2 separate regions of the Canis lupus genome follow, and region 1 is linked to region 2. A link is a contact called in public Hi-C data. All regions are on one chromosome and are shown on one strand. The core of a region is the stretch at or near the end of the contact, and the rest is flanking DNA. Distances in the headings are between cores, read along the strand shown.

Region 1 (2,735 bases), core at 167-2,666, 260 kb before region 2:
GGGTCTGCTGCCAAGGGGAAGGCAATAGTTCCTCCTGGGACCTTCTCTGCCCACCGAGAAAGGAATACTGCCTGGAAATTGTTTTGGTACCCATTAGCGGCCAAATTCAGTGCGGGTTTCTTGATTCCCAATGCAGCCACTGCCACCTGCTCAAGTGAATGAAGATGCTTGACCAATGCGCGTCCTGGGACCTCTGCGCTGGTCACGCTGGGCGGTGGGCGGGGTGTCCAGGGGAAATGTCCCTGCAGAGAGCGGACTGGTTGCTGTCCTTGGGGTGGGGGGAGGGCTAGGAGAGGCAGAGAAGAGAGGACAGTGATGGGCGAGTGTGGACTTTGCCAGCTGCTCTATCCCAGCCAATGACTACTTATTGATAGATGTATCATGTTTCTCATTTATTTTCTGTCCCTCTTCACTACACCATCAGCCCCTTGGGGGCAGCTATCTCTTCTCTGTGCTCGGTTTCTAGCACAAATAAATAGTGAAATATTTGCTACGGTTCGATTGTTTCTATTTCTTAAAAAAGACTTATCTATTTATATGAGAGTCACAGACTGAGACAGAGAGACAGAGACACAGGCAGGGGGAGAAGCAGGCTCCTCGCAGGGAACCCGATGCGGGACTCGATCCCGGATCCCGGGATCACGACCTGAGCCGAAGGCAGGCGCCCAACCGCTGAGCCACCCAGGCGTCCCTCTCTCTTCTTTATTAATAAAAATTTTAATGGACCCTAAAAGACCCACAGAAATGACACATCGCAAAGGGAACATCCCAAATCCAGAAAGAGAACACAATCAGCATTAGAAGCCGCGCCTGCCCCCTTCCGGTCACTAAGCCCCCATATCCATGATATTAACAAAACGTTTACACGCAAAATTACACGTGTAATTTTGACGCCTAGAAATAGGTTTTAAGTACAAAGGCTGTATATACTCCGAAGAGTAAAGCATGGCCAGCTAGGACGCCCAGGCCCGGGTTTCCAAGCAGGGCACCCCTCCAGCGAGGGCAAGCTGGCATCTCAACGCGGGGCCGCGGGAGCCACCGCCGCGGAACGCGGGCGCCTGCGGGCCATCCCGGCGCCGCGGCCGCGCGCAGACGCGAACCCCCAGCTGCTGGGGGAGGACGATCCCTCACAGCCTCATCCCTTCGCAGCTCGTCGGCGCTCCCCTTCGTCCCGGGCATGGAGACACCCAGTTGCCCAGTACCTGGGAGAGCACCGCCCGCAGCTGCCCACCCAGCACCGCCTAGCCGGGTCTGCTGCAGGAGCGCCCCCAGTGGCCGGAGGCCAGACGGCTGGACGGTCCCATTGGCCCGAAACCAGAAGGCTCTCATTGGTGGAAGGCTCGACAGATAAAAGCTTCCATTGGTCAGGCCCTGCAGCGCGCCGCACGGTCTTCTGGGAGTTGTAGTCGCAGCGTCACCAGCGCGGCCGCCATTGTGCGGCGGGCGGAGAGCGGAGTGGTCCCTGAGGCTGGGGCTGCTATAGTGTTTACGGCCATTGCGGGCTACTGTCCTCGACCTGTCGGTCCAGGATGAACCCCGAAGAGGAACCGACTGCACTGGCGATGGCTACGGGGCTGCCAGCGGAATGGCTTCAGGTAACAATAATAATAATGATGGCAGCGGGCCGAGCGACTCCCACAGGTATTGAGCCTTTAAGCCTTCCCCGCTCCCTGAAGGCCGCCTGCTGTGTGATGGCTCACAGTAACTGGTGTCAGTGGAGCGCCGAGATGACAATATTAACAGAATAGAAATGCTCTAATTCATGGAGTCAGCAAACACCCACCGAGAGCCCTCCATCGCGTGGCCCCTGGCCCAACCTGAGGGTAAGAACTGGTCACCACGCACCGCATTAGTGTGGCGGGAGCGACTACCGGGGGCGCAGTGGGGCCCACTAGAACCCAGGATGGTCCCTGCTTGCAAGGCCACCTGGGCAGGTGCCTGATTCAAAGCTCGGCAATTCTAGACTGTGGTCTCCATAAAATGCTATCTCCATGTGGCAGGAACCAAAAATAATTGATAATTCCTGAAGGCCACGTCTTTGAAATTTTGCACATACTGTCTTTTGTTGTTTACAAGGATTTGCATTATTTTAGATTGATAACCTTCAATTTGCATGTTTTCAGATAGTGTTATTGCAGATTTATTTTTTTTTAAGATTTTATTTATTTATTCATGAGACAGGCAGAGCAGAGGGAGAAGCAGGCTCCATGCAGGGAGCCTGATGCGGGACTCCATCCGGGACTCCAGGATCACGCCCTAGGCCGAAGGCAGGCACTAAACCACTGAGCCACCCAGGGATCGCAGATTTCCATTAAATGTAACCACGCTTTAGTTTGCTTTTACTGTGGATGGGTGGGGCAGGAATGAGCCTTGTTAAAGTAAAACAGAGATGGATACTAATAAAAGCAGTCAAGGTATATTTTTTAAAGATTTTTATTTATTTATTCACGAGAGACACACAGAGAGAGGAAGAGACAGGCAGAGGGAGAAGCAGGCTCCATGCAGGGAGCCCGATGTGGGATCGGATACTGGGACTTCAGGATCAGCCCTGGGCCAAAGGCAGGTGCTAAACCACTGAGCCACCCAGGAATCCCCTCAGTCAAGATATTTTATTCAGAACCTTTTGGAATAGGAGAAAGAGACTTCATTACAGAATTGGACTCAATTCCAAATACAACAAGTAAAAGTGGGAATTTATACCTGGGGTTAGGGGTGGGTGTAATTCTTGCTAAACT
Region 2 (3,095 bases), core at 267-2,766:
GAGCCCCTTCTCTGATGCGCTCCGCCTGCACCCGCTGCAGACCGGGACAGCCTGTATTTCCCGCCTCCGCGCGCTTGCCAGAGCCATGCCCCCATCCTGCAGCGCCCCCTCACGTCCACAGCGTGCGCTCCAGGCCCAGCACCGGTACCCCTCCCCTGGCACGCCCCGCCGCCGGTGGGCCCCGCAGCAGGGGGATGCCCGCAAGACCCCACCTCCGGCTCCTCCTCAGGCACCAGGCCGGGACGTGGTCTTCTCCCGCTCGCCACCGACAAGGCCGCACTTTCGGGCTGCGACGCTGGCGGAACCCAAGTCCGCAGGCGCTGTGGAGTTGGGGAGCGCTAGGTCAGAGCACGTTTCCGGTGTTTCTATGGCGATCAGCCGCCGCTGCCAGGCTGCACTTCCGGTTCTAGCAGACTCGGAACTAAAGTCTCAGAGGCTCTGGCGCGGGGGCAGCGAGGAATGTCTGTGCCAGAGGACGCTTTCAGTGTCGCCTTAGGGACGGGGTAGAGAAGGGACCAGCGCTGTCCATCCGCGGGCCACGCCCCCGTGCGCTCCCCGCTGTGCTGGAGCTGGAGCGCTGCGACCCAGGCTGGAAATGCGGTCTGAAGCCCCAGATTGGTCTCGGCTGGCTCAGACTGCACTGCGACCCCAGGTGGCAGCCTTCAGCCCTTAACATGAATGGAAGCAGCAGTAGGGCTCGCCCTCTCTGGTCCACCGGACTCCAGCCCTGCGTGGAGAGCAGAGACATTTCTGCAGCCTACCTCCACTCCCGCCGGCGGCTACGAGTGTAATGAGGGAGCAGACACCACCCCAGGCTCTGGCTACCACCTTCCGCCCCTTCTGTCTCTAAGCCTGAGTCCAGGTAGAAGGTGGAGGTGGCCTGTCTCTATGCCGCCTACCTCCTCACACACACAGCAGGCCCACCTGCCCCAGGGCAGGAGGTGAACAAATAAATGAGTGGATATTGAACTAAGTGCCTTCTGCATGCAGCCCTCTGAGAGACACCTCAGAATAAAAGAAGGGCAGGGGTGAGATGGGTGGTGCGTCTGCCAGGATGGTGATGACCAGCCAGACTCCAAAGACCAGAAGTCACTTTAGGGGACAGAATATGTAGGAAGAGCTGTCCGGGCAGAGGAAACAGCCGTGGTCTTCAAGGACCTTGATGGGGTTGGCTATCCAGGACACCGTGAACCAGGCTTGATGGTGAGGCTGGAATGGTGGGCTGGCCTAGTTTTAAGCTTTGTTCATGAGGGCCAGAGGGCAGGCAGGACGACAAAAAAGTCAGAAGATTCCTGAGACCTCAGAGGACCCCATGCCTTGTTCAGTATGTGTGGAATACAGCATGGGGGGAGAAGGGGTGCTGATTTAGCTTCACCTATGAGGACAAGATTAGAGTACCTGCCTCCCACCTTGGGCAGCTGTATTGTAGATGTGTTAAAGGTCAAGAGAGGAACCACTGTCCGTACTGACAGCCTATCCTGTGGCCCATGCCCTGAGGAACCTTATTAAAACTCAAATCTAATGGCCTTAGTGTCTTTCTTCAGAATCTGGGCCCCTCTGGATGGCCTGCCCAGCCTCAGTAGCCCCTCTCCAATCCTATCACTGCTCATTCTTCCTTGGTTCTACCTACCTCAAGGCTGGCTCGTGCCATTCCCTCTTTTTGTAGCACTCTCTCACATAGCTCAGCTGCCACTACCTCCTCCAGGGACTCTCCTGAATGAAGGCCTCCCTGTCTTCTATCACAGGGCCTGTAAGGGTAGGAGTCATCTGTGTCCCTCACCTTGACAGGCAGCTGCTGCTACTACTACTGAATCAGGAAAGGAGGTGCTAACAGCAGCTTCACCCTGTCGTGGGCCTGATTCCACAGGATTCTGGGACATTGTCAGTCACAGGGGAGCAGAATTCTAAAATACCCCTTCCAAGATTCCATGCACTTTTTTTTTAAAGATTTTATTTATTCATAGTCACACACACACACAGACAGAGAGAGAGAGAGAGAGAGAGGCAGAGACACAGGCAGAGGGAGAAGCAGGCTCCATGCAGGGACTCCATCCAGGGTCTCCAGGGACTCGACGTGGGACTGCAGGCGGCGCTAAACCACTGTGCCACTGGGGCTGCCCATGCACTTTTTTTTTTTTTTTTTTTTTAGATTTTATTTATTCATGAGACACACACAGAGAGAGAGAGAGAGAGAGGCAGAGACACAGAGGGAGAAGCAGACTCCATGCAGGGAGCCCGATTCGGGACTCGATCCCGGGACCCGGTATCATGCCCTGAGCTGAAAGCAAACATTCAACTGCTGAGCCACCTAGGTGTCCCCCATATCCAGGACTTATACATAGTAACAGTACATGGCAGATATAATTAAGGTTACTAACCAGCTGACCTTAAAATGAGATGATCCTTGATTGCTTGGATAAGCCAAAGGTAATCATAGGCCTTTCAAGGCAGAGGAGGGAAAAAGAGAGAATTGAAGTAGAAGGATTCCAGGGGCTTTGAAACCCCATGTGACAAGAAATATGGGGGGGGGGCGGGTGTCCAGAATCTGAAAAGAGGCTCACATGACAGCCAGCAAGGAAAATGGGACCTCAGTCTACAACTGCACAGAACTGGAATCTGCCAACTGCCTGAATGAGCTGGGAAGCCAATTTTCCCCCAGAGTTTTCAGATAAGAGCCCAGTCCTGCCCAAAACTTGATTGCAGCCTCTGTGAGACCTAGAGCAGAGGTCACTGCCTGGATTTCTGACCAGCAGAAAAGTAAGCTAATAGATGTGTGTTGTTTTAAGCTACTGAGTTTGTGGTAATTTGTTAAGTAGCAATAGAAAATGGATTAAGCTGCCAGAGACTCAGGGTCTGCACACAGTAAGTTTCTGATAAATGCCACCGTTGGGATCCCTGGGTGGTGCAGCGGTTTAGCGCCTGCTTTTGGCCCAGGGCACGATCCTGGAGACCCGGGATCGAATCCCACGTCGGGCTCCTGGTGCATGGAGCCTGCTTCTCCCTCTGCCTGTGTCTCTGCCTCTCCCCCTCTCTCTGTGTGACTATCATAAATAAATAAAAAATTTAAAAAAAGAGATAAAAAAATAAATGCCACT

Evidence for each region. Hi-C and Micro-C count contacts between places; a contact is called where the count stands out from the background.
Region 1: a contact with region 2 is called in a Hi-C map of skin fibroblasts, with 3 times the contacts expected there. The contact joins the promoter of ZNF8 here to the promoter of ZBTB45 in region 2. A contact is called at or near these places in 2 of 9 Hi-C or Micro-C datasets (blood and skin fibroblasts).

Annotation. Positions count from the first base shown.
Region 1 is chr1:100,407,363-100,410,097 of UU_Cfam_GSD_1.0, reverse strand. It overlaps ZNF8 (zinc finger protein 8), which reads left to right and starts at 1,416. Exons shown (of 4, transcript XM_038527508.1): 1 at 1,416-1,595. The coding sequence starts at 1,530. LOC119875914 (zinc finger protein 883-like) reads left to right here. Exons shown (of 3, transcript XM_038525517.1): 3 at 985-1,406. The coding sequence ends at 1,406.
Region 2 is chr1:100,151,160-100,154,254 of UU_Cfam_GSD_1.0, reverse strand. It overlaps ZBTB45 (zinc finger and BTB domain-containing protein 45), which reads right to left and starts at 1,516. Exons shown (of 4, transcript XM_038527505.1): 1 at 213-1,516.